2 separate regions of the Nothobranchius furzeri genome follow, and region 2 is linked to region 1. The links are chromatin contacts, called in public Micro-C maps. All regions are on one chromosome and are shown on one strand. Each heading gives the region's core, a stretch centred on a gene start, on an enhancer-like site or on the middle of the called end of the contact. The rest is flanking DNA. Distances are from core to core; before and after follow the strand shown. Region 1 overlaps myo10 (myosin X). Region 2 holds the start of basp1 (brain abundant, membrane attached signal protein 1).

What was found. Hi-C and Micro-C count contacts between places; a contact is called where the count stands out from the background.
Region 2: a contact with region 1 is called in a Micro-C map of tail fin, with 6 times the contacts expected there. The contact joins the promoter of basp1 here to the enhancer-like site in region 1. A contact is called at or near these places in 2 of 2 Hi-C or Micro-C datasets (skeletal muscle and tail fin).

Annotation. Positions count from the first base shown.
Region 1 is chr11:35,508,097-35,514,760 of NfurGRZ-RIMD1, forward strand. myo10 (myosin X) reads right to left here. Exons shown (of 40, transcript XM_054747026.2): 5 at 6,069-6,203; 6 at 5,869-5,993; 7 at 5,439-5,452; 8 at 5,148-5,232; 9 at 4,246-4,349; 10 at 3,834-3,963; 11 at 3,622-3,740; 12 at 3,317-3,463; 13 at 2,646-2,746; 14 at 2,067-2,133; 15 at 1,864-1,956; 16 at 1,714-1,782; 17 at 1,526-1,608; 18 at 894-1,002; 1 more. Among protein-coding and RNA genes, the nearest start is that of marchf11, 25 kb to the left of the region's middle. Within about 2 kb of position 1,770, at least 1 of the 3 cell types and tissues checked has an H3K27ac peak or open chromatin away from gene starts, as enhancers often do. A contact at or near this core is called in tail fin, where this site is marked.
Region 2 is chr11:35,573,567-35,579,560 of NfurGRZ-RIMD1, forward strand. It overlaps basp1 (brain abundant, membrane attached signal protein 1), which reads left to right and starts at 3,051. Exons shown (of 2, transcript XM_015956535.3): 1 at 3,051-3,190. It overlaps myo10 (myosin X), which reads right to left and starts at 163. Exons shown (of 40, transcript XM_054747026.2): 1 at 45-163. The coding sequence starts at 62.

The DNA of each region.
Region 1 (6,664 bases), core at 520-3,019:
TTGCTCTTTAATATTATGATTATTTTCTTACAATTTTAATAAATCCTCACAACTTATCTCACACACACACACACACACACACACACACACACACACACGGGCGCACATAGACGGTCTCACTCAGAGGCTCACCTTGTGTGTGTTTGGTTTGATGCATCGTATGAAGTACGGGTTAGAGGTGCTGAGTGTCGCCATCAGAGAGTGGAGTGAGTCCTGGAAACCATTAAAACCATTAAAACCAGTTTTACAGTAAAATCATCCAACGCTGAATCTCCCTCCTGATCTGTAACCTCAGTTAGTTTGATTCATCCTGCAGAACAATCGAGACCAGAAACCTCCATTTCTAAGAAAACCCAGAATGGAAAAGTACCGAAACAAAATGATGACGGACAGACAGGCAGACAGACAGAATAAAAACAAAAGTTTCAGCCAATAGGAAACTAATAAATACATTTAAAAATCTATTTTACAAAATAATCCAAAAAAGGCTGATGTGAATGTGTTTCAAAATTAAAGCCCTTAATAGATAAATACATGTGGTTCTACAAAATAAAAGTCCCACATAAATTACTCCTAATTACAAAATCTGAATATCCTTACATAAGTAAACTCTGGCTGCTATAACAGCACCACCCAGTGTTTAATCTTTTCTAGGAATGTGCTTTTATTTTGTTCACTTTAATCCAAGATCAAGACTTTTAACGATTTTATAGTAAATAAACCTTTATTGGGCCTCTTTTAGTGCTAATTACCATACAGACTTTAGTTCCAACTAGAACTGGTTTCATATTAAATGACTCTTCTTTACAGCTGAAGGTCATCAGCCCTACAGAACTGCGTCCAGCTGACCTGAGATCAGGTCTGTAGGTGGGCGAGCTGACTCAGGAACTTGCCTTGAACTGGGAGCTGACTGTTGGTCGTCGGTGTTTGAAGCTGCTCTTCAGCGTGTCCTGCTTGTTCCGACTCACCACGTGCTCAAACAGATCGTAGACGAAGTCCAACCTAAAGGGCAGATGTGACCGGTTCACCTTAAACATGGCTGACTCATCTGGTAATAATAAACATCTGGAATCATGACTGGATTAGGTCACCTGGGAGATCAGGAGGTTCTACATTTACATGATTTCCAATAAAATAAAATAAAAAGTCTCATTTCCACAGGGTTGGAAACTAATTTTCTGTAAATTGGAACAAATGTTTAGAAGAAGTGATGCCGAAACAAAGGAGAAAAAAACGAGTTTTAAATGAAGAAGAAGAAAAAAAAGGCACTTTGGGTTTTTAATATTATTACTAAATAATTACAGTAATAATGGAAAAGTGATGTTTTTTTTTTACTTTTCGTTTTTCAAACATCTTCATGTTTATTGGAATTTTCTAGTAAATTATTTAACTGTGAAGTTTAGATTATGATCTGGGAAACCGTACAGCATCCTCTACAGCTGGGGGCAGAGTCATTTATTATTAGAAGAAATAAAATCATTAGAGACGTCTGCAGATGTTCTGTTGTTCCAGCAGCAGAACTCACCTGCTCTCCCGCAGCATGTTGAGGATGTCGTCTCTGAACGTGTCCCTGTTCTTCTCCAGGATGCCCCTTACATCATACACTACCTGGAACCGGCCACCAGGGGGTGGCAGAGGGTCAAAGGAGTAGAGAAGCAAATGAAAAAACACCCAACTACAGGAAAAAACAACAACCCTGATGTGACGCCTTACCTCTCCTGCATAATGTCTGACACCAAAGTAGTGCACCGCCACACGAGGCTTCACGTAGAACGGGTTTTTCTGTGCAGAATAAGAAAGGTGGGTTGGTCCTAAACCATCAAACACTTCCATAACCCCGCCCCCAACCCAGAGGAAACCTACCGAGTGCTGACTGTGAAGCTTCTCCAGTAACGTTCCATCTGTTGCTTTGGGAAAGTGACTCTCCTCGTTCACCAGCGCCAGGAGACCCAGTTTCTGTACAAACCGGTTTATCACCATTAGGAGTTATTTACCAATTTAAAACTCCGAATCTTTCACTTTCACATGTGAAAGAAAGTAAAAGCAGCTGTTTTCAGATTAAAAACCTTCTCAATCAGATCCAGACACTCTCCGTTATCCATCCAGTCGATGTCCTCCCACACCAGACCCTCTCTGCAGGAAGCACAAACACTCGTAAGAACAGCAGAAGAAGAAAAGAACACAGAGCGCATTCCTGAAGCCGGAGACAGGATTTTAACTCTAAATGAGTTTATCAGCTCTTCTTCTTATGGATGCATTAGAAACGTTGATGATGATGCAGCTTCAGAGTCTCAGCCAATCAGAGAGCTGATCCCCCCCACCCCCCACGATGGAGTGGATGTTTGTGTGTTTTTGTTCTTTTTCCACCACAGTTTTGATGTTTTCAGCCTTCAGACAGGAAGCAGCCGGACTTTGGTGGGTCAGCAGGATGTTTTCTGATGCATTCTGGGTAAGGTTGCAGGAGAGGCGTAGAAATGCCTGTTTTCATTCATGACTCATGTGCTAGCCTTAGCTTTAGCCGCTAACCGGTTCTAGGGGAATACGTTCCAGAGTGAACTCCGAGCCGTGCGCGATGTCCACACCGAGCTGTACGAGTTTCTACGAGGGATTATTTCACAGCTCCAGATTAAAAAGCTTCCACCTACTTGTTGTATTCAAGTTGCTCCAGAGAGAAAATGTGCTTGTTAAAATATTCCTGCAGCTTCTCGTTTGCATAGTTGATGTTGAACTGCTCGAAGCGATTAACCTGCAGGGAACAAAGTCCATCGCATTAGTCCGGTAACAGCTGACAAAACGGCTGCTTTTTGGTGATTTGTCTGATTCACGACTAAAACACAAAGTTTGGGTTTATAATAATTATAGTAATAATAATGAATTTAATTTATAATGCCCTTTATTTCAAAAGACCTTAAAGGGCTGCAGGCAAGCAAAAACCCTAGGATACAGTTGAGGGATACAAAGGTAACAGGTTAAAACCTAAGCTGAGCGCCAGCTCGGGTTTAAAAGCTTTGCTAAAAAAGAAAATGTCTGAAGATGACTTTAAAACAGGCAGTGGGCTAAGGAGTCCTCAGGGTGCCAGGGAGGGAGTCCACAGTCGAGGGGCAGCGACCTCCCTGGGTCTAGAGGTTGGATCTGGGAATGTGCAGGTCGTCAGGGTGTGCTGAGTGGAGGTCACAGGCGGTGTGATGGGAAAGTTCCTTTAGGTGAGAGCGTGTGTGGCCCCGGATGCACTGGTGTGTTAGGGCGCAAACTGTTCAAATCTCATCTAACTCATCATTTTAAAACATATTTTGGGTAATTTTCCCTTCAAACTCACCTCAAAGTTCTCAAAACCAAAGATGTCCAGGATGCTGATGGATTTGAAGTCCTCTTTTCCTCGGATTCGGTTGTTGAGCTGATGGATGATCCAGTTGAAACACTGGGAGTAAAGAGCCATGGACATGGAGTCCCGGGAATCCACCGCCTCCATGAACACACCCAACCACAACACCCTTAGGTTTGTTATTTAATATTTAGTCATCTCTGCTTACACAGTCATATTTCCCATATTAAAGCATTTTCCAGGATTTGGAAACTTGTGAGAGAGCTGATTGGCTGACAAACACCTAAACATCAGCTGACCTGTTCAACAGTGAGTGGAGTGGAGATCTCCTCCCCCCTGAGGATCATGGACCGGTGGGTCAGAACTTCTGCCAGCTGCTCCGAGTTCAGACCCAGAAGTTCTGACGTCCAGCTGAGAGCTGCAGAGGAAAACCGTCCTTCTGATCAATAATCTGTCCTGAAGACCCGTAACCTACAGTCAGGATTAGGATTAGGGATAGGAGGACTCTTACCTGATTTGTGCGAGACCTGCGCCCCCCCCGCCGTCATGAACTCGATGTTGCCCGCATGAAGAATCCCGGCCAGGAGGCGAAGGACCTCACTGATGTTTTCCTCGGAGAACTGCATAGTCCGCATGGCGTTCTGGAAGGAGCGACGATGAGATGGAAGAGAAGCTCAGGTTAAACTGACCAGATTCTGGGTTCTGGTTCAGATCCAGAGAGTTTGGGTCAGAACCAGAAGATCCATCCTGAGGAGATGATTGGCCCTCAGAGGTTTAGGCCGATCTCAAACAGGCTTCAGTTTCTTCAGAGAGATCACTTAAGTTTTTAATTAAACTCCAATCCTTAAACATATTTATGTTGACGTTAGAAGAATTATTAGTTCAGGCCCAACCGGGCTTCCGTATGAAAACAGCAATCACACCAGAACATCCTGGAAAGTTCCCTCATCATTGATCGTCCTGTCGCCGAGGCAGCTGGACTGTCTCAGGTAGTGGTAGTTCTCAGGCTGGGTCAACCCGAACGACTCTGCAAACACACACACACACACACACACACACGCACGCACGCACGCACACACACACACACACACACACACACACACACACACACACACACACACACACACACACAAGATTAATACCCCAGATAATCTCCAACAGTCTGAGAACAAAAACAGAAAGTCGAGACGATTCTGCAGATTTCGTGTTTTTGTCTCAGCTGAACCTTAAAGACCAAGTTCACCGGTTTTCCAACACATCTGCAGTGGGATATACGAATGTCTTGTGAGGTGATTTCTGCGAGAAAAAAAGCTCTGGTGCTCCTGTTTCAGGAACTAGAAGTTAGCCGCATCAGAGCTGAGCTTAACAAGACAGGATTTGGAGTCTTACTTCCTGATATTTGGACATCTCTCCTCTGATTGGCTAACAACCGCACAACTCTACCACTGACTCTGCTTGCTCTGCAACGTTGATGTTTTACCTCCACAAATAAAAGCCTGGAGGATTTCTGTTATGTGGTGGAGTTGCTAATGCTAACAGTTAACTTCTACTAGCAGAGATGTTCTCAGCTGTTTCCTGGACGCTAAACCAACAACAGCCTTCCCCCTCATGAGTCCAGATGGGTGACTCCATGAATGTTAAGTGACATTGTGACGTAAATCTGTCAAGATTTTCTAATCCTGGAGTTTCACCGTCTGTTTTCTATCAGAAGCTAATGCAGGAGATAGGTGTAGGAGACTATTCTCATGTTCAGCCTGCATGAAACAGAGTAACCCTTTATAACATAATACATTGTTTTTAGTGATCTTGCTCTTTAATAACTCACCTCTCTGCTGCCAGTTGGCTCCGGCTAATATGGCATAGAATATGTGATAGTTTCTCTCTCCTGGGTTCTGACGCACAACCCGGTTCTGCAGAAGAATGAAAGGACCGGTTACTACACCCGTTCATGTTTGAGCTGGTGTGAAGTCTGGTTGAAAAAACCAACCAGCTCCTTTATTTAGTAAATAAATGTTTCCCAGCAGCTTAGCAGATGTTTTTATTCTCCTGTTAAACCGGATTCTGCTGCAGCAGGAAAAACAATTACAGGTTTGGTGGGAAAATGAATCATTCTTACTTTTTCTAGGAGATCTGTGGTTGGAAAACGGTCAGTCAAGGAAAAGAGCAGTCAGCCAGGAGGCAGGAACACCAGGGCAGACCAAATACACTCATCATGTTAGCGTTAGCATGTTACCATGTTGATCTTTGTTCAGATTAGCCTAGCATTAGCAACTTCAGGGAAGTTGCAGTTAGTATACATCTGGCTTTTGTTACCTAACCTGTAGGTAACCTGATGTAGACCTGACTTTAGTAAGCTATGCTAGCCTGCTAACCCTTTAAGAAGAAAAATATGAGAAAACTAAAATGATTACTGATGCTATCATGAGAGATGCAGCGATATTCTAACATTTCTAACCAACTTTAGCAGCTCTGACCCTGATAGCCGCTCCAACTTAGTCTTTTTATTGGGAAACAAGCAGAAACAGGAAGTGGGATTATCAGGATACAGTCCACAATCCTGCCCCCCTGGATGTTTCCCTTCTGGCTGAAGTGCAGCTGGACAAACTTCCCAAAGCGGCTCGAGTTGTTGTTGTAGACCGTCTTGGCATTTCCGAAGGCCTCCATGATGGGACTGAGGAGGAAAAGAGGAGCTCAATCATCAGCAGGACAGGTGGGAGTCGTCTGATCCAGCCAGGTGAGTGGTTACCTGCTCTCCAGCAGCGCCTCCTCCACATGTGAGGTCTGGTCTCTGCAGGAAACCTTCAGGGAATGCTGGCTCATGGCCGACAGGAATCTCAGGATCAGCTTGGTGCTTTCGGTTTTACCAGCTCCACTTTCTCCACTGAGGGGAGAAGAACACACCTGTGAGCTGCTGACCTCTGAGTGATGAAACAGGAAAGCAAACATATGAAGCATCTAGAGTGGCTCTACATGAACAGCTATTAGTTTTATTTGTGTCACCATCCTTTCTCTACATCTTCAGGGAAAACCATCCCGTTTTAACCACTAGAGGGTGCTCCGGTCCCTGACTAACCACATCACTCCTTTGTGATCTTTACCTTTGAAATGAGAAATAAAAGATGAGAAGAATAAATGTGATCATTAAATCATTTCCTGTGTTAAACTAATCCGGTAAACTTGGAGGTCCAGAGATGCGGCAGCGTTCCCTCTGGACTTCCAGCTGCTAAAACGAGTTCCAGATCCAAAGTAAAAGCTAACCGATGGAAGCTGAGAGACTAAAGCAGTAACAGTAGATTATTATGAAAGGAGATACACAGAGCTCCACCCCCGTTACCACGGTGA
Region 2 (5,994 bases), core at 1,801-4,300, 67 kb after region 1:
TTAACTTTTTTGATGAAGCAGCAACATTCAGCTGTTTCATTTACCCGCAGTCGGTTCTTCATTGCTCCTCTTCTCTGGAACCAAAAACACCAAAGCTGCTTTAGACGCCTCAGAAGGATCCTTCTGGTTCCTGTAGGTCACGTCTGCTCCATCTGATCTCCATCCCCTCCATCAGGTTCCTTGTTCGATAACATGTTTGATTCTGTTTCAGTCAGCTGTTGGAATGAGTTTTCAGCTGTTCCGAAGTTGGCTAAAACCTCAGAGATACACACACACACACACACACACACACACACACACACACACACACACACACACACACACACACACACACACACACACTGAGCTGCAGAGGCTGACCATTTACTGGAGTCTCGTGGGCAGACGCTGCCACCTAGTGCTCAACACCGGTAATACAGAAGAGACAGAGCAGCGTTAGAGAACAAACGAGTCACAGAGGAATTAAATAAATGTGTTTTTACTGATCTGACATTTGTCGCTGTTGTTTTTAATTTTAATCAAAGTGAATACATTCTCAGTTTGATCACTGGAGTGTAGTTGTTCTGTTGGATTTAACAAACTGAGGTGAGTCTGGAGGGTTTGGGCGTTTGATTCAAGAGATCAGGGTCATATTTTAGATGTTTTGACTTTATTCTGAAAGCATTTTGAGTTCATCTGGACATCTGATGTTTTCTTGTTCTTGTTTTATTCTCTTGTTGACCCCCCCCCCCCCCCCCCCCCCCCAGGGTTAAAGGTGACTGAAATGAGTTTCCTGATCTGGGCTCACTGACACCCGAGAGACGCTGCTGTGCTCTTCCACATTAAAAGGAAACAATGCAAATTTTTGATTTCTTTCCATAATTCATTTTCTTGAGCCATGTAGTACAGTGGGCAAAAGTATTTAGTTAGCCTCCAACTATGTGCAAGCTCTCCCACTTGAAAGGATGAGAGAGGCGTGTAATGTCCATCGTACAAGACCACTGATAATCTCCCTCCACCAGGGGCTCCATGCAAGATCTCACCCTGTGGGGTGAAATGATCACAAGTACGGTGAGCAGAACTACACGGGGAGGGGGGGGGGGGGATTAGTGAATTACCTGCAGAGAGCTGGGACCAAAGTTACAAAAGCTACCATCAATAACACGCCACCATGAACGTGTCCCCCTGCTTAAGCCAGTACGCTCGTCTGAAGTTTGCTAGAGAACATTTGAATGATCCAGAAGAGCATTGGGAGAATGCCATATGGTCAGAACGCCTGTGCTCAGCTTCTGACCAAGTCCTCCAAACACACCCACATCACCCCGCTTCTCCTCCAGCTTCATCGGCTGCCAGTCAACTTCAGGGTTCATTTCAAGATCCTGGTTCTGGTCTATAGGGCCTTACATGGACAAGCACCATCATACATTGGTGATCTTCTTAGTCCCTACACACCCAGCAGGTCCCTGAGGTCCAGTGATCAAAGCCTACTGGTTGTGCAGCGCACCAGGCTAAAGACCAAAGGTGACAGATCATTTGCTGCTGTGGCCCCCAGACTCTGGAACTCTCTCCCCCTGAGCCTGAGATCAGTGGACTCCTTTAAAAAGCAGCTGAAGACTCACTTGTTCAAGCTGGATTTTGTATGACCTTCTTCACCACTCTCTCTTTATTCTGCTCTCCCCACCTATTCCACCTTCCTCAGGATCCACTGATTTCCCTCTTTCCTATTCACTCTCTCTCTTTCTTTACATTTTTAATCACAATTGTTTATTTTTTGCTCATTTTTTAAATTTTAACCATTTTCTACATTTTTTTTATTTTTACATTTTTTGTTTTTGTGAAGCGCCTCGTGATTTTTATCTTGAGAGGTGCCATAGAAAATATATTTTCTTCTTCTTCTCAGAAGAAACCAAAACATAACTGTTAAAAACTACTCGTTATGTTTGGAGCAGAAAGAATGCAGAGATGCATCCAAAGTACACTGTAAAGCATGGGGGTGGAAACTTCATGATTTGGGGCTTATTTTATGCAAAGGAACTAGGTCAACTGATCCGTGTAAAGGAAAGAATAAATGGGGCCTGGTATCGTCAGATTCTGAGTGAAAACCTCCTTCCATCAGGGTCTTTCAGCACTGCAATGATCCCACACACACTTCCTGGGTAACGAAGGAGTGGCTTCCAGCATTTCAAGGTCCTGGAGTGGCCTAGCCAGTCCCCAGATCTCAGCCTCATTGAAAATATGGAGGGAGTTGAAAGTCTGTGTTGCCCAACGACAGCCGGAGAGCATCACTGCTCTAGAGGAGATCTGCATGAAGGAATGGGCCAAAATACCAGCAACAGTGTGTGAAAAAGACTTACAGAAAATGTTTGTCATTGTTGACAAAGGGTATGTAACAAGTACTGAGATGGACTTTTGTTATTGACCAAATACTCATTTTCCACCATCATCTGTAAATAAATGATTTAAAAATCAGACAATGTGACTTTCTGCATTTCTTTTCTTGTTTAGTCCCTCACAGCTGAAGCATATGACAATCTCAGGCCTCTCATCCTTTTAAGTGGGAGAACTTGCACTAAATACCCTTTTGCCCCAAAAAACAAAATAATCCTTTCAGGAGCCACCTGGTGTGGTTCAGGCTTCTCCCGAGGAGACCCCGGGATAGTCACTCTAGGCTGGCTTTTGTCTGTTTATGTTCAATAATCAGTGGATCATTTCTTCTCTCATTTATCTGGAATCAGGTTCACGGAACCGTGCGCGCGCATGTGTGAACAGCAGGGGGCGCGCAGACGCAACAACCCGGAAAGGAGAATTTCTGAAGGCTGTTAGAGATCTGAAGGAACATTAAGAAAAAATTTGTTCTGCGGGATAAAAACACAAAGGAACAAAAAGAGTCACTTCCGGTTTGACCCCTTCAGAGATAAAAGCCCTCTCTCCGGATGAAATAAACCCATACTAAAGACTTTCTTCACGAATCCTCCTTTAACATATCTGATCCGAACTCCTCTACTCTGGACGTTTTCAGATTGGAGCTTCCACACAAAGCACGCGCGTGCACGCAGCAGTGAGTGCGTGTGCGCGCAGGCGGAGTAGCTGAAGCCGCACCGTAGAGCAGGCACAAGCCGCCGAGCGCGCAGGGGAAGCCGCAGACAGACACCGCAGCCGCTACCTGAAACTGCAAGGGGAGCAGACGGAGGTCGGAACTTCTCAGTCCACGGTAAGACCCGTCCGGTCCCGGTCCAGCCTGGTCCTCTGGGGGGTTCTGGCTTTCTGCTCACATCCTTTTCATTGTCTTCTTCTCCTTTTGGAGACGCGGCCGCGCGCCTGGAGTCTGGCAGAGATTTTCTAAAATCCAAAGTAAATGTGAGAGAAAAGCCTTTAGATGGGATCCGATGTTTAAAAAGGGAGTTTGCTTCTGGAATCATTCACAGGAATGTGCACGAGCTCAAAAAGGGGTGTGTGTACAGCATGGCCTGCACGCGCTCAGATTCTGGTTCGGACTTTAGATCCGTTTGGACCCGTTCTGTCTTTGATGTGTACCGACCAGCCTGGCGCTTGTTTCTATCAGAAACAACTTTATCATTTATTACCTCTGGAGGCTGCTAAAAGGGTGCGTGCGTGGGCGCGCGCGTGTCTAAACAGTTTGTCTCACACCGTTTCCCATCCGGTCCTGGACCACATTATGTCACGATGCAGATGAATTATTAATACCACATTCCTTTTATTGCACTGAGGAGGAGGAGGAGGAGGGGTGGGGTGGGGGTGGGGGGTGGGGGGGCGTGCGTGGGATGAGGATGCACCTGATCCCCCCCCCCCCCCCCCCCCACACACACACACACACACACATACACACACACACACCCCGGCTGTTCATCTTCGTTGATTTGATCTTTCTGCTGCAGCATCAGTCTGGATCTGCTCGTTTCCTGCAGCAGGTCAACTCTCCATCTTCAGACCGTTATTTGCCCGCTTCTTTGTTTGCCGTGGCACGCATGCGCACTGGGTGTAGGGTGTGGACGCGAGATGCCACCTTGCCTATCAATAAGATGGAGAGGAGGGGATGAGGTAGTCTCTGCTGCTTTTTGCTGCTGATCGATTATTTTTGATGAAATTTATATTTTTAACAAAAATTAGATTTTTTTAGGCAGCAGGGTCGTGCGTGTGCGCGTGCGTTAGAAGATTCCGTGTGTTCTCCCTCTCTCACGAGGGCGATGGTGATGATTGTGTGTGGGTGGGTGTAATCAGGATCACTCTGACATTTTTATAGCTCATGTTAAATTTTATTTATCCTGATTTCTCATAATTAAAAACATGTTGTGTAAAACAAAGAAAGAAAAGTCTCTGGTGTCTCCAGATGATCAGACCTTTTTGCGTTTTTATTTGATTTTATTTGCATTTGTCTCATTTTCAAAGATTAGTTGAACTTTTAATGTGGGGATGTGCATTTGTTTAGTCATGTGACAGTGAATAAAATCATTGAAATCATCTCAAAACCATAAATGTGTGTGTGTGTGTGTGTGTGTGTGTGTGTGTGTGTGTGTGTGTGTGTTTGTGTGTGTGTGTGCGTGCATAATAATGTAAATTCAGCTTTAATAATTTTCATTCTATACAAAATCTGCTGATTTTGGAAGCATTAATGTCAGCATATCTGTATCGGCAAATATCGGTTATCGGCCATAACAGTGATCTTAATATCGAATATCAGTATCGGCCCAAAAATTTCATATCAGTGCATCACTAGAGTATTTATTCTGCCAAACATCAGATACCTTCAACCTGATTCTGTGGTTTCCCTCTATGCTTGTTCTGATTGGTCTCCTCCCTCTGGCTGCTGATTGGCTGTTTTAAATTCATCTTTCAGTTCATTCACCTCGTTGGAGGCAGACAAACAGCAGCTTGATGAGTTGCTATGGCGATGACTCATGGCGATGCCTCGCTGTGGTGGACGGCGAGTCGAGAGGGTCAAACGCGTGTGTGGTCATGGTGTCTCATCTGGATCCTGTAGTTCTTTGTCATTTCTGTTGTTTTCTTTGGTTTTGATCCAACAAACCAAAAGAATAAAACGTTTAACAGAGGCAGAACCGTCAAGAGGAAGTTCTTAGAGACAGCAGCAGGTGGAGGTGTTGATGACATCATCACCTGTGTTTGGTATAAACAACTCATCAGCGACGCGTCACGTCCTTCTAGCTTACAGTCATAACTCCAAACAGACGAAAGATGAATAATTGTATCGGTGCTGGATCTGAACCATTTGAAACCAGCTGTTCGCCTGAACCCTGGGGGTTAACTGGAGTCTAAATCAACATGGCTGCCATGGCTAAGCCCAAAAATGACCATGAGCCAAATGGAGCTTCGATCTGGTATCCTCATTGCCTCGTTTTCAGGCAGCTTAACGTTCCTGAACGTTCTACAGAGAAGAACCCAAAAGTTTCTTCTGTAGAAACAACAAAATAAAAAACTTTCTGTGGTCCTGAAACATGAAACCACACAGAGCAGCTCTTCTGCGTCCGTGCTGATGAAGACCCACAGTGCAACAGGCCGGCGTATGAACCAACTCTGGAAACAAATCTTATTTTTACAGCTTAACTCACGTTTCATGTCTTTCAGACAAAACCGTCATCTCCATGACGACTAAGGAGGTTCAGACATTCCCGTTTGCAGACGAAGATTCGCGATGTTCCTCTAAATAAATTAAATTAAGTGGATTTATGTAACATCACATCATTTTATAACATAATTATCCCACTAATGACATGAAAATGCAAACTCCTCCACCATTAATGAAGTCGAGGCGAAGCATCCAGCTGGAAACTCTCTACAGCGTTTGAGCATGGAGGAGTAATCAGCCCACTCACCTGAGCAGCTCGTCTTCACACCTCTGAGCTGAAACTGTTCCTCTGCAGCTCAGCGGTTATTTTCTACAGTGTTTAGTTTTAGGGAGCGATGAGATCACATGTGCAATTGTTGCTGCTGTCACTTGTTTAGACTCTGCTCTACCTGGATGCTGGCGCCACCGTAACA